Regions from separate parts of the Mus musculus genome. Here all the other regions are linked to region 3. A link is a contact called in public HiChIP or PLAC-seq data. All regions are on one chromosome and are shown on one strand. The core of a region is the stretch at or near the end of the contact, and the rest is flanking DNA. Distances in the headings are between cores, read along the strand shown. Region 1 has its middle 25 kb from the start of Acp7. Region 2 has its middle 16 kb from the start of Fbxo27. Region 3 holds the start of Lrfn1 (leucine rich repeat and fibronectin type III domain containing 1).

The links. HiChIP or PLAC-seq counts read pairs in DNA pulled down with a chosen protein or histone mark.
Region 1: a contact with region 3 is called in an H3K27ac HiChIP or PLAC-seq map of embryonic stem cells, with 5 read pairs. The contact joins the enhancer-like site here to the promoter of Lrfn1 in region 3. A contact is called at or near these places in 12 of 39 promoter capture datasets (the 3T3-L1 cell line, embryonic stem cells, epiblast stem cells and 5 more), 2 of 484 Hi-C or Micro-C datasets (embryonic stem cells and nephron progenitors), 10 of 115 datasets of contacts at active chromatin or transcription factors (bone marrow-derived macrophages, effector CD8 T cells, embryonic stem cells and 1 more) and 4 of 9 other capture datasets (adipose tissue, embryonic stem cells, liver and 1 more).
Region 2: a contact with region 3 is called in an H3K27ac HiChIP or PLAC-seq map of embryonic stem cells, with 8 read pairs. The contact joins the enhancer-like site here to the promoter of Lrfn1 in region 3. A contact is called at or near these places in 7 of 39 promoter capture datasets (the 3T3-L1 cell line, embryonic stem cells, epiblast stem cells and 4 more), 2 of 484 Hi-C or Micro-C datasets (bone marrow-derived macrophages and nephron progenitors), 10 of 115 datasets of contacts at active chromatin or transcription factors (bone marrow-derived macrophages, effector CD8 T cells, embryonic forebrain and 3 more) and 3 of 9 other capture datasets (adipose tissue, embryonic stem cells and liver).

What each region holds. Positions count from the first base shown.
Region 1 is chr7:28,653,926-28,658,483 of GRCm38.p6, reverse strand. No RefSeq gene overlaps it. Among named protein-coding and RNA genes, the nearest start is that of Acp7, 25 kb to the right of the region's middle. Within about 2 kb of position 1,898, at least 9 of the 459 cell types and tissues checked have an H3K27ac peak or open chromatin away from gene starts, as enhancers often do. A contact at or near this core is called in embryonic stem cells, where this site is marked.
Region 2 is chr7:28,675,022-28,680,138 of GRCm38.p6, reverse strand. No RefSeq gene overlaps it. Among named protein-coding and RNA genes, the nearest start is that of Fbxo27, 16 kb to the left of the region's middle. Within about 2 kb of position 2,803, at least 44 of the 459 cell types and tissues checked have an H3K27ac peak or open chromatin away from gene starts, as enhancers often do. A contact at or near this core is called in effector CD8 T cells, embryonic stem cells and trophoblast stem cells, where this site is marked.
Region 3 is chr7:28,448,816-28,453,752 of GRCm38.p6, reverse strand. Lrfn1 (leucine rich repeat and fibronectin type III domain containing 1) reads right to left here and starts at 1,515. Exons shown (of 5, transcript NM_001141921.1): 1 at 1,417-1,515.

The DNA of each region.
Region 1 (4,558 bases), core at 649-3,148, 200 kb before region 3:
AACTCCTTCATGCCTTCAAAACCAGTACCACCTGGGTGACCCTTACACGTTACCAAGTCCAGCCAGAGCACAAGGTACAACTTTGGCTATATCTGGAACGCAGCCACTGTGCTCTCAGAAAACACTTCCCAGAAGATGTCACCTCAATGATGCTGGTCTCTTCTTAATCACCGCTAATTTCTTAGCTCCAGCTAACCAGCATCAATAGTCCCAGTAATGCAAAGTTTTTGCTTTAGTAGTTCTGGTATCTTGTTAATCACAGCTGATTCTTCAGCCCCAGCTAACCAGAACTACAGAATCTTCACAATCAAAACAGCAATGGCCCTGAAAAGAGTCTTTAATTTTCCCTCTGAAATTTCACAAACCAGACCTCCATCTTCTGCAGTGTTCTCAACATTATCTTCCAAGCTCCTACACAACATCTGACAGAGCTCTTAACAATGGATGGATCTTCAAGCCCAAAGTTCCAAAGTCCTTCCACAGTCCTCCCCAGAACATGGTCAGGTTGTCACAGGAATATCCCACTCTGCTGGTACCAATTTGTCTTAGTCAGGGTTTCTACTCCTGCACAAACATCATGACCAAGAAGCAAGTTGGGGAGGAAAGGGTTTATTCGGCTTACATTTCCATACTGCTGTTGATCACCAAAGGATGCAGGACTGGAACTCAAGCAGGTCAGAAAGCAGGAGCTGATGCAGAGGCCATGGAGGGATGTTCTTTACTGGCTTACTCAGCCTGCTCTCTTATAGAACCCAAGACAACCAGCCCAGAGATGGTCCCACCCACAAGGGGCCTTGCCCCCTTGATCACTAATTGAGAAAATGCCTTACAGTTGGATCTCATGGAGGCATTTCCTCAACTGAAGCTCCTTTCTCTGTGATAACTCCAGCTGTGTCAAGTTGACACAAAAACTAGCCAATACACAGGCTAATACAGAGAAGGAGCCAAAAATCTTTACTGTGGGTCAGCGCTATTCTCCAAGACCCTACAATCAAAGGTCATAGCGAGCATGCCTGTAATCCAAGCCCTTGGGAGACTGAGGCAGAAGTGTGAGTTCAAGACCGGCATAGGCTACCCAGTGACTTTGAAGAGAGCCTTGGCTACATAGTAATAAGAAAAAATAAAACAAAACAAGTTGGAGACAATGGCACACACCTGTAATCCCAGCGTGTGGGAAGCGGAGGCCGGCAGATCCCGGAAGTTTGAGGCCCGCCTGGGTGTAGAATGATACTTTGTCTCAAAAGATTAGAAAAATTGCTGGGGTGGGGAATGGCACATGCCTTTAATCCCAGCACTAGAGAGGACAGAGGCAGGTGGATCTCTGTGAGTTCACAGCCAGTTTGATCTAGGGATTTCCAGGCAGCCAAGAGCTACAGTGAGATCCTGTCATAACAACAATAACAAAAACAAGCCAGGCATGGTGGCACAGGCCTTTAATTCCAACACTTGGGAGGCAGAGGTGGTTGGATTTTTGAGTTCGAGGCCAGCCTGGTCTACAAAGCGAGTTCCAGGACAGCCAGGGCTACACAGAGAAACCCTGTCTCAAAAAACCAAACCAAAAAACAAACAAAAACAAATAGAGGCTGGAGAAGTTAAGCCTGAATTCACACTTGTGGCATAGAACACATGCACACTTATAGATAAAAATAGGATAAACCTAAAAATATATAAATGAAAATAAAAAATTAGGGCCCTGTGATTAAAACCCCGGGTATTTCCCAATAAGAGATGCTATCACTGCCAGCTGCCCATTATCTTATTGTCTCCTTCCCTCAGTTAAGGCCATCAATCAATCCACACATCCCAAAGAATGAGGGTGTGGCAGGCACCCGGACAGCAGGTGTCCCATGTTGCCTTTGTCCTCTGCTCTGCTAACTAGATGCGCTCCAGGCCACACACCCACCATTCTTCTGCTCCTTGCACTGCCTGGCCCTCCAGAATGGTTCTGATGGATTCCATTGGCTAGAACGGAGTTGCCAATTCCTGGGCCACTCATGCTCAGTGAGAAAATAGCTGAAGGGATATGGGACATCCTCCACTCTCTGCTCCAAACTGAGGACTGGGAGTCATTGTTGGGCATTCCTCTGGCTTTCTCATAAGGTTTTCTGTAACACTGGATCCCCACTGAAATTGACTCCCCAATACTCAATCCATTGATTTCATGTATGGACCCTGAGAGTGTTTGCTCCCTGCTTTGAGAACCCTTTGCCTTGACAGAGAGCCTCAGGACCCCGTGGATTAACCTATGCCTGCAATTTCCAACACTTGGCAGGCTGATGAAGTGGATTTCAATGAGTTTAAGGAGGATAGCCTGAGATACACAGCAACTTCCTTGTCTCCAAAAGAGACTGTGGAGAAAAGCGAAACCTGAAGAGACTCAGTGACCACACACACACACACACACACACACACACACACACACAGAGAGAGAGAGAGAGAGAGAGAGAGAGAGAGAGACTTAACAGTGGTAACAATGAAACTAAGGGATGGGAGCATGGCTCAGCTGTAGGGCACTTATATCTAAAATGTACTAGTGAGGGGCTGGGGGCGTGGCTCAGTGGTAGAGCCCCTGCCTGGAATCCCCCAGTGATGGGCTGGGGGCGTGGCTCAGTGGTAGAGCCCCTGCCTAGAATCCCCCAGTGAGGGGCTGGGGGCGTGGCTCAGTGGTAGAGCCCCTGCCTAGTATGCAGGAAGCCCCCGGCTCCAATTCCAGCAGCACACACTCATGTACACACAAAAACAACCCTTTCACAACGGAACTGACAGGTAAGCACGATGACAACTGTAGTCACTGCTTTGTGTGCAGGCTGTAGCTGGTTAGTGCCTCATGTGCCGTGGCACCCAGATGCCGATGTAGAGGACAACTTGCAAGAGTTGGTTCTCTTCTTTTACCTTGTGGGCCCTGGGGTTTAAACTCAGGTTGCTGAGCTGAAGCGCCTCACCAGCACCTGTCTGGGTGTTTTTAGATCTCTGTAGTCCAGGCTGACTTCAAACTTGTGATCCTCCCTGCATTAGGGTTCTCTAGAGGAGCAGAACTGGTACGGTATGTCTATCTCCTATCTGTCTGTCTGATCTATCTATCTATCTATCTATTCATCCATCTATCCATCTATCTATCCATCTATCTTACATGTCAGAGGAGTCCATTTGGGACAAAGATCTCAAGTTCCAAGCCAGCCTGGGATACATAATGAGGTCCTGTCTAAAAAGAAGAGATTAATCCCAGCATTCAGGAGGCAGAGGCAGGCCAGTCTTTATGAGTTCAAGGCCAACTTGGTCTACTTAATGATTTCCAGGTCAGCCAAGGCTACATAGTGAGAGTTTGTTTCAAAACAAAACTAAACAACAAATGCATATATTTTAAAATTGAGAGCAATTAAGAGCACTGGCTGCTCTTGCAAAGGACCTAGGTTTGGTTCCCAGCACCCACATGGGGGCTCACAACCGCCGGTACCTCCAGCTCCACGGGATCTGATGTCTCTGCTGGATTTCCCAGCACCTGCAGACATGTGGTACACTTACATACATGCAGCCAAAACACCCATATGCTTGAAATAAAAGTGGACGAATTTTATTTTTGAGACAGGGTTTCTCTGTGTAGCCCTGGCTGTTCTGGTCTTCACTGTGTAGACCAGGCTGGCCTCGAGCTCACAGAGATCTACTTGCCTCTGCTTCCTGCCAAGTGCTGGGATTAAAAGTGTGCATCACTACTGCCAGGCATGGAAGAATCTTAAACAAAACAAAACCAACCCAAAAAGAAACCCACAACCAAATAAACAAAACCCAATAAAATAAATCTTTTTTAAAAAGAAGTTTTATTTATTATTTATTTTATGTATGACTACACTGTAACTGTCTTCAGAAACACCAGAAGAGGGCATTACAGATGGTTGTGAGCCACCATGTGGTTGCTGGGAATTGAACCCAGGACCTCTGGAAGAGCAGCTAGTGCTCTGAATCGCTGAGCCATCTCTCCAGCCCTGAAATAAATCTTTACAAGAGGAACAGTAGATCGATGGTAATACTGAAGGCTGTGGGTTAGGGAAATTCTGATGGAGAAGGTGGCTTTTTAAAAAACAGATCTGTGCTGATTAGTTTTGGGGTTTTGTCCACTTTACACAAACTAGAGTCATTGGAGAATCGTTTTTATCAGACTAGCCTGTAGGCAGGTCTGTGGGAGCATTTTCTTGATTAACGATCGTGTCCAGCCCTCTGTGGGCGGTTCCACCCCTGGACAGGTGGTCCTAGGTTATGGAGGAGGCAGGTCGAGCACGTGAGAGCTAGCCAGTCAGCACGTGAGAGCTAGCCAGTCAGCAGTGTGACTCCATCAGCTCCTGCCTGCACAGAGTTCCTGCCTTGGCTTTCTCCAACGATGGCCTATGAGCAGAACGTGTAAGCCAAATAAACGCCCTCCTCCACAAGTTGCTTTTGGTCCTGGTGTCTACCTCAGTGACAGAAAGCCAATAAAGGCAGCATCTCGGGGACCCAAACTGGCTCTGAAGTCACTGTGTCGCTAAGGATGACCGTGTCCTCCTGACTGTCCTGTCCTGTCCCCACT
Region 2 (5,117 bases), core at 1,554-4,053, 230 kb before region 3:
AGGTGTCAGAGGACACAATCCAGACTGATCCAGTTTAAAGATTTATTGGCTTTTACTTCCACTTCTAGAGCCCAGTAACACCTCGCTCTACAATGGGTGTTCTGAGGGGCTGAGCAGAAAGATAAAGGAGGCTGGAGAACACCGGACAGAGGACAGAAAGCAGACAGGTCATTTCACAAAGCTTTCCATGAAATGACGAACAAAGAGAAGACTTCTGGCTCACCCAGGACTCCTGGGGAACTGGGCAACTGTTTCTCACCAGCCTTAAGGAAGGTGTAGAACTTTAGCCTCAGCGACCCCAGTGTGGTTTTGTGCATAGGGCCTACTGCAGAGCTCAGTCCAAACGGTTCGTCTGTCCGTCCGTCTGTCTGTCTGTCTTCTAGCTACCTTTTAAAATATTTTAAGATTGACTTATTTTTTTCTGTGTTGAGTGTTTCTGTATGTGCACGGTGTGCATGCCTAGTGCCTGCAGAGGCCAGACTTCTTATCTTATGAGTTGGATCCCCTGGAATGCGCTGGACTTCCAGACAGTTGTGAGCTGCCCTGTTGGTGCTGGGAATGGTAGCATACTTGCCTAGCATTGAAGAAGGGCTGGGATCATCCTCCAGCACCACGTGGGCATGATGGTGTAGTGTATGCCTATAACCGCAGCTCTAAGGAGATTGGAGACAACAGGACCACAGATTCAAGGCTATCCTTGGCAATGAAGGGAGTTCTAGGCTAGCTTGGGCTTCTTGAGACCCTGTCTCAAAAAACAAAACAAACCAGAAAAACCAGCTAGTGGATATAAAACCATAATTCTCACCTGAACAAAAGGCAGTTTATTCTGGAGCTAAGGCAGTTTATTCATGGAGTGTCCATGGCCGGGAACATCGATTCAGATACAGGTTTTCCATTAATACCATGTTCTCTCCTGCCAGGGTTTCTCTCTGCAGCCCTGGTGGTCCTGGAACCGGTTGTGTGGACCAGGCTGGCTTTAAACTCAGAGATCTGTCTGCTTCTGCCTCCCAAGTGCTAGGTGGGAGGCAAACTACCACCTGGATCTTCCATGAAGTTTTATAAAAGGAAACCCATATATCCAGACACTTCTAAAATACCTGGGTGGACATATCAGGTGAGCCTAGCTCAGATAAGTAAGGAATCTTAGCAACAGGCCTCAGATGCTCTCTGAAGTCTTAGCATTTTGGTTGGTGGGAGCTAGTGTTCTGTGCTACATTCCAAAAGCTTTACCTAACAGCCACAGAGACATTAGGTCACACGGTGGACGGCCATAAATGGCCGTGGATGTTAAGGTTTGGTCAAGATAACTAGGTTCTGGGCTTGCAGCACTTTAACCTCTCCAGTTCCACTGAATCAGCCCGTGGTCCAGCAGGTGTGGAGGAATTCCACAATCTGAAACAAACAGAGTATGGCTACATATGCTGGAGGCAGAATGACTGATATATAGCCCAGGCAGGCCAAGGCTGCACAGGAGACTCGGTCTCAAAAGAGACCAAATGAAAACAAGACTGAAAGCAGTTGAGGCAAAATAGTAAAGTTTTATAATATAATTGACAGATATGTGTTGCTGAAATAATATGTCCTCAGTGTTTCTTAGAACGAAAACAGTTTTTAAAGATTTGGGTATGGTTAATTTCAGTGTGTGATGATTTTTTTTTTATTTGCAACTTAAAAAAATAATTCTGTTTCTGGTTAACTGTTGTTGTTAACGGAAGCGGATCAACCCAGGATATGGGTTTTGTACTTAAAAGGTTACCTCGAGAAAGACTTGGGGCCACACTGGGACCCTGAGCACCCATCGCAGTCACCAGACCATTAATAAAGATTTTCTATTGGCTTAAACGCATGCTCAAGCAGTCTTCTCGGATTGGTACTCCACGACAGGTCCTTGGGACCCTGTCCCTCGGTCCTCTTCCTAACAAGTTCTATTATTTTTCTTTTCTTTTCTTTTTTGTTTTTGTTTTTTTGTTTTTTGAGACAGGGTTTCTCTGTATAGCCCTGACTGTCCTGGAACTCACTTTGTAGACCAGGCTGGCCTCGAACTCAGAAATCCGCCTGTCTCTGCCTCCCAAGTGCTGGGATTAAAGGCGTGCGCCACCACTGCCTTTTTCTTAATATAAAGCCGAAAAAGGAGATTTATTCAGTGTGGCCACATTTGGGAGAAGGACAAGTGACCCAGGGAAACTGTTTTGGGGCCCCTGAAGCGAGATTAAAATTTAAACAGAGGCCAGAGATCTGCGCTTTTGAGCAGTCTTCGTCAAGGTGTGGCGCAGCTGGGGCTGACACGGCCTTGCCTGTGCTTCAGGCTCTTCCTGGAAGGGGGTGGAATCTCTCCATGGAGACAAGGCTCCGCTCTGCCTAGGGCTTTTCCCTTCTTGCAGAAGGAGACTCCTGAGGAAATGTTCATTTCTCTGGGATCCAGTGTTTTTTAATGGTCTGACAGACTGAGAGACGCAAGGGTCTCATTAGAATACATTTATTCCTGCCAGAACAGAACAAGTCCCCACTTTTGGGGGTGGGGGTGGGGGTGGGGAGAGGTTCTCGCTGTCTTGGAATTGACTCTGTAGACCAGGCTAGCCTTGAACTTGCAGAGTTCTGCCTGCCTCTGCCTCCTCGGTGCTGGGATTAAAGGCCACATTGGCCAGCTGAATTCCTCACTTTCTATATGCCTATGTTGGGAACAAATGTAAACGGAATACAAGTAGGGATTAAGGGCTGAACCCGCAGTGTCAGGTGGTGAGCAAGCGGTGTTTCCATAACCGCTTGGCCCACCTCCCAGCTCAGCCCCTCCCACTCACCTGGGTTACGGACACTAGTTTAGATCATTTACAAGAGTTACCGCCTTTGTTCTCCGTTTCCTGTTTAAGGAAGTGAAGAATGTAGAAAAGATTGCAGGCTGCAAAAGATTTTAATCTAGAAATTCTCTAGTGGGACCTGTAGAGGTGTGGCTTGCTAGGGGTGTAGCATGGGTGGGGGTTTAAAAATATGTTTTTGTTTGTTTGTTTGTTTGTTTGTTTTTCTTGCCTCAGGACGCCTGCCTTTTTTCCAGGTGCGGATTGTAGGTCTTATAATTTTGGTCGTATGCATGATGAGTCATGTCTAGGCAGGAGCTGATCAGTAGAGGCTCTTCTCTCCTAGTATATACATGGACCTAGAACTGATTCAGGCTGCCTGGGCTCATGCTCTCTAGTACTAGATCTGATTGGTTGCAAATTAGTCACACAAGAGTTGCTGGGGAAGAATTGGGTCGGACTTTGCCAGGAAGGGATTGTGTGAAGGTGTGCACAGGGTGGGGGTGGCGTATCCCCAAGTTGCTAAACTATCTCTGCAATCTGTTGCTAGACTATCTCGGTCTCTGTCAACAGCACCCTTGCTGGCTCCCCTCTGCCGGCCCTAGTGGTAGCGACTAGGAATTAGATCGGCCCTGAGACCAGTCAGTCAGGATGGCACCCTGAGACCTCACCTTGGACTGTTGTAGCTGAGGACATTGACTTCCTAAAAACAATAGAGACAAGGCAACCTACTGTGAGCAGCTTGGCATTCACTTGGTCCCTCTTCCTCTTCCACACTCTTATCTAGATATGTTTTGTCTGTCTGTCTGTCTGTCTGTCTCTGTGAGGGTGTCAGATTCCCCTGGAATTGAAGTTACAGACAGTTGTGGGCTGCCATGTGGATGCTGGGAACTGAACCCGGGTCCTTTGGAAGAGCATCCAATGCTCTTAACCGCTGAGCCATCTCTTCAGCCCCTCACAACCCTTCCTTAAAACACCAAACAAAAAGTCAGAAACAGCAATCCACTTTTGTGATGTTCCCTACTGGACTGCTCGGGTAACCTGAGTTGTTACTGTGAGGCCCCGACTTAAAGTGTTTCTCCAGCCCCTGAACGGTCCCCAAGCTTGTATTCCCTGATCTCTAAAAATACAGCCAGAAAGAAGCTCTTTGTTCTTTATAGCCAGCAAAAAGCCTTTTTGTTTTTATACCTTACAACCAGAGATGCGATAATTGTAAAAAGACCTAGCCAGGCGCTTGCTTAGCTCCCTGTGCCAAGGACACGGAGATAAATTCCACAAAAGAAGAGCTACAACTCACTCCCTACTCCTCATGCCTTGTAATTTTACCAAGGACACCGGCCAGAGAAGAGCCGTAGCCAAACTCTTCCCAACTCCTCCCAATTCCTCACTTTTCCTTTAAAAGCTCCCTATTGTGACCGCTAGGGGTCGAACTCCCCTGCCCTGTGCAGCGCATGGACTTCATCCTCAGCTAGCTGACAATAAAGCCTCTTGCAATTTGCATCAGGTGTGGTTTTCTCTCGAGTATTTGAGCTGCCTGGCAGCTCATCCCGGGACTTGAGCCTAGGTCTTCCCAGTTTCGGGGGTCTTACATTACCTTGCTATGGCTCTCTGGAACTCTGTCTTGGTCCCTCCACCCTCTCACCCCCATATGTCCTACCCCTTATCCCCCATCCTCCCACCGCTGTGCTCCGCCCCAACCCCGCCATTCAATAAACCCGCGTTACTTTTGCACTCGCCTGTTGACTATGTTGATTTACATGTTCCATTTCTAGGACCCATGAGACAAGAACTTGGTGTTAGCCTCGGGCATCAGGAGTTCTGGTGACCCTTAATCTCAGCACCCTTGGACTAATACTAAGCCCTCCTGATCTATTGACCGGACTCCAACGAAGATCACCCAAGTTTGGGTGGCCCGTGCAAGAACTCTTCTGAACCCAGAGTGCCTCATGCAACGGCCTTGCGCTTCCCTCTTGCTCTCTCTGTTTAATTAAAATGGGAACTTAGGTCTGACCCAGGGTGAAGTCCTAGCTTTTAAAGAAAACCCAACAGACCCTAATTCCTTTTTCCAAGGAGTATGGCATCTTGGGCTGTGAAATCCGGTCAGAATCACCCCTGTGGTGTGATTTACATAGATGGGGCGTGGCTCCTCCCTGCCCTTCCCACGGAACCCCCCCGGAGGTTCCACTTTCGCTTTCTTGAAGACATTTTTTTCTTCTGTATTTGTTTTTGTTCGTTTTTTGTTTTTTGTTTTTCCCTCAAAAAAAAGGGATCCTTGTCTAGGATATCGTATCATTTACAACTTATGACACAGATCGCCAGATATTA
Region 3 (4,937 bases), core at 266-2,765:
CTCCCAAGATAGACACACACCCTCAAGGCTGGCATATCTGCATACAACACTCATATACACATACACACAGGCTATCCGTTGCACACTCACAGATGTACAGCTACAGAAAAGCCCACATGCCCCTTAATAGACAACCAGACAGCTACGTCTATATAGCCTTTGCACACTTGTCAACACACAGTGGCTCACACATATAAGACTCACCTGCACAATGAAAGATACATAGGTGCACACTCTTACACACCTAAACACATTCGTGCAACTTCACATATTCCCACTGGGTAGTCATAGAGCAGATAAAGCACCAACAGACACACGCGTGCACAGTCAGTGCACGCCTCACACATGTACACAGAACCCCTGGCACGAACACACACTGACAAAGCAGGAAGCCATGAACAAGCACACTGGCACTTTGTAAGCACTCTAAGAGGCTCACCCATGGCAGATACACTCAGGCCACAGTCCCATGAGGAACCAACACACTTGTAAATGCACACAAAATACCAAAGCCCAGAGCAGTCAACAGAACAGCTAGCTTCACACTCAGTCACTGCTACCCATCCCTCATGGCCCTGGCTCTCCTGCCCCACCTACTTCCCAGGCCAAATACATTCTAACACCCCTTCCAGTCCCTGTTACACCCTTCTCCAAAAAGAATCGGGCACAAGCCAGGGCCAAAGGTCATATAGTTCAGCAGGTGGGATTCCATCAGGAAGGGGTTGAGTCCCAAAGCCGGGTTCCAACAAGATTCTGCCACCAGGAACCCCCAGAGTTTCCCCAGCCTTACCATCAAGATATAGGCAACTGGGGCGCTATCTGCAGATGCCCGGCAGGTGGGGGAGTTAGGGTGGGGTGGGGTGGGAAGGGCCAGGTCTTCAACCCCACCCTCCACTCTCCAACCCTCAGCCCCCACCCCAGGGCCCATCTGTCCATCCCTCGGCCTCTCATTCCTCCATCTGTCCACCTCCCGGCCTCCCATCCCCCCTCCCCAACCAACCACGGAGAAGAGGAGAAAGACATGGCCGTCTCCCCCAAGGATCACTGAGGACCCCCCCCCTCCAGTTGACATGTACCGAGGGATCAGCCAAGTCCCCCCCCCCCCATCTATTCGGAGACCTGGCCCCACTATGCGCTGAGCCTCAGCCCCCACCCCAGCAGGATACCTGACACAGACACACACACACACACACACACCCTTGGAGACATCCAAACCGCACACAACACACACACGGACACACACAGAGACATACACATACACACACACCCGAGCGAACACACCCGGCACCGCAGCCCCTCGCATGGACATCCAACCCAGCCGGACACAGACCCCCAACGCTGCCAGCCGCACGCGCGCAAAGGCCCGCTGGGCCCCCCCACCCCCCGCACACCTGGGCGCGCAGCCCCCGCACACACCTGCACACAGCCCCTCGGACGGGCGCGCCACAGCCCCCCAGATCCGGCGCCCCGGAGTGTGTGGGACACACGCGCGCACACACGCACACATGCACACATGCACACGCACGGCCGACCGCGGCCCCGCACACGCCCGGATGGCCACACCGGCGGGGCGCCCGGCACACACAGGGCCGCGGGCCGGCGCACGCCGGGCCCCGCCGCAGCGCCGCGGACACACGGGCACGCTCGTCCCCGCGCCCCCGCCCGCCGCCTCCAAAGAGCCCCCGGGGCCGCCGTGGGCCACGCTCACCCAGCCCGGGGGAGGGGGCCCGGGGCCCGGCCCCACCGCCGCCGCCGCCTCGCGCCGCGCCATGGTGGGGGGAGGGTCGGGGGAGGGGGCGCGGTGCCGCGGGGCCGCCTCCCGCCCGCCTCCCGCCTCCCGCCCGCCCTCCCGCGCGCCGCCGCGCTCCGCCCTCCGCGTCGCCGCCGCAAGGGGGGGAGGGGGCGCGGACCGGAGGTGGGGCGGCCACACGCACTCCCAGGTCGCCGCAGACCCCCTCTCCACTGCAGAGCGCCCTGGTCCAGCCCCCGCCCCGGCCCCACCCCTGTCCCCTAGACCACGCCCCAGCGGCTACTTGGACCCCCTACACACACCCCTGCTCTCTCCATCACATCCTTAGAGTGCGGGTCTTTGAAGCCCCAGACCATGTTGGAGAGCCACCTGGAACCAGGAACTGTTCTACTCTTTTTCGTGACTTCAGACAGGGGTGGAGGCACACCCTGTCAGGAACCCTAAACCATATACCTCTAATTCCAGAAGCACCCCCCAGGTCATATCACAACATCCCAGGGGATCCAGATACCAACCTACCTCCCAGTCATCCTAAATCATACCCAAGGCTCAGATAGATGGTCCACAGACCACACCCCGAAATCCAGGGAGGACTCAGACTATATGTCAGTGTCCATAAAGAGCCTACCATAGCTTGATTCACTGGTGAACCCTGAGGAGCCACGCCATGTTTCATAGCCATCCAGAGTAAAAACTGATCCAACCCCAGCAATGTCTTCCCTCCATCAAGGACTTTAAACTGTTCCCTGTCCACCAGTAGCAATTGTATGCCATGGCTAATGTCTGAGGAACGCCAACCATCTCTTCTCCCTATGGGAAACCCTTAAACTTTCCTCATTTCTCCAATGATACCTCAGGTCTTCCTTTAACACTCTTGGGAACCTTGGAACTTTCCCTCTGTCCCTTTCAGAGCACCCCTTCCTTGGTTTACCTCTGCCACCATTTGCTGTAGGTTTCTTCCCACCCCCACCTCACCCACCCCCACTCCACCCCTCACTCCCAGCAACCAGTCCTGCTGCCTTCAGCCCCCTGCAACCCCTTCCTCACTCTCACTCCTGTAGATCCCTGAATACCTTACTTATTCCTTGTTTGGACCTTCAGTGTTTAACTCCTACCCCAGAGCCTACCTCCTGCCCTTTTCTCAGAGTCCACTGGGTGTCTCAGGCCATGTTCCTTCACTTTCTGACATACACATGAACTCCCAAACTCAGCAAGGCCTCCCCTCAAAATATATAGAGTTTTTCAGAGTTTTTAATAGTCAAATGCAAAGATCTGGTTCAGTTCAGCTCCTTCACTGCCAAACCTGGGGACAGGGACTGTTTCAGCTTCTCTGCCTTCTCCTTGTCTGTGGCCACCAGGGTGTAAAGGCTACAGTGAACCTTGAACTTCACATTATCCTTGTTCTTCTTGATCTTGACAGATCTGGCATCCTTCTGCAGGGCTGTGAGCGGGAATCAAGTCCTTGATTCCCTCAATTTTCCAAGGCGTGGCGCTGGGTGCCTCTGCTCCCGTGTCCACCCTTACTCCCCCCCCCCAAAAAAAAATAAAACTCACAGTGGCAAGAACCGGAAAAAAAAAAAAGGAAAAATTCTCAGTATCTACCTTACTGTAGTCCCCAGATCTGTAGTGTCTCAAACACTTTCCACTTAGGGACCCCCCCCCCATAGGGAGACCCTCACCCCAACCCCAGGACAGCTCACCAATGCAGATGACAATCGTCCAATTCAAACCCAGATGAGCAGCAGGGGATGCTCCTAGTCTCCCCTCTCAGACTGCCTGCCCACACTCTCCAGACACCATCTCCACATGAGCAAGGGAGTATAGGGCTGAGGAGACAGCAGGAGAAAAGGACTGGGGAGATCTCTGAGCCTGTGGAGAGCTTGCTGTGCAGCACAGGGGGATGGTGGCTCACTCCAGCAACCCAGGCTCTGTGGAGGCTGAGACAAGTAGATCCCTGGAGCTTTTCGGCCACCCCATGTAGCCTAATCTGCTAGCCGTAGGCCCCAGTGAGAGACTCTGTCTCATAAACCTGGTAGACCAGGGCTACAGAAATGGCTCATTTGTTAAGAGTGCTGATTGCCACTGCAGAGCACCCAGGTTCAAGTCCCAGCACCTATGTGTGGTGGCTTACAATTGTCTGTAATTCCAGTCCCAGGGGATCTAGCATCTTCTTCTGACCTCCACACGCACCAGAAATGCACATAGTGTGCAGACACACAGGCAGGAAAAACACTCACATGGACAAAATAATTTTAAAAAGAAAGAAAAGCCAGGTGATGGTGCCTCCTGCCTTTAATCCCAGCACTCAGGAGGCAGAGGCAGGCTGATCTCTGAGTTCGGGTAGGGAGCTGGAGAGATGGTCAGCGGTTAAGAGCACTCACTGGCTGCTCTTCCAGAGGACCCTGGTTCAATTCCCAGCACCCACATAGAGGCTCACAACTGTAACTCTAGTTACAGGGCACCAGACACCCTCACCCAGACATGTGTGCAGGTAAAACACCAAGGCACATAAAAGAAAAATAAATAAATTATTAAAAACAACGATAAAACAATAAAAATAAGGTGAGCCACTCCTGAGAAACAACACCTGAAGTTGACCTCTGCCTTACACACACACACACACACACACACACACTCACATGTGTGCACACGTAGCACACATAATGAAGTAGGAGAAGACCTGCAGCAAACAAACGAGACAGATGTAGCACTGATTCTAGGGCATTCAATTACGAAGGCTCTCCTCTGACTATCCCTATTTTACAGATGAGAACCACTGAGGCAGAGAGGTCTAGTCACTTGCCCAGGGTCACACAGTAATAAATGGCAGCATAGCATGTGCATGAAGAGGAAGCACACATAAGCATCCAAAAGAGGGGTGACATTGTCCCTGGACTGGAGGTGTGGGCAGAGGGGAAGGTAACAGGAACACATAATGGATAATGAGTGAAGAGCCTACGATGCAGAGGTAATTGAAAGAACTAACCCGAGCCCTACTTCCTGCAACACATCTTCCAACCTCATGACCTCATGACCTAGCCTATAATTCCTCACCTAGGCCCTACCCCCAATTCTGGCCCCACCTGCTTGCTGCCTCTTTTTTTTTTTTTTTGGTTTTTTGAGACAGGGTTTCTCTGTGTAGCCCTGGCTGTCCTTGAACTCACTCTGTAGACCAGGCTGACTTCAA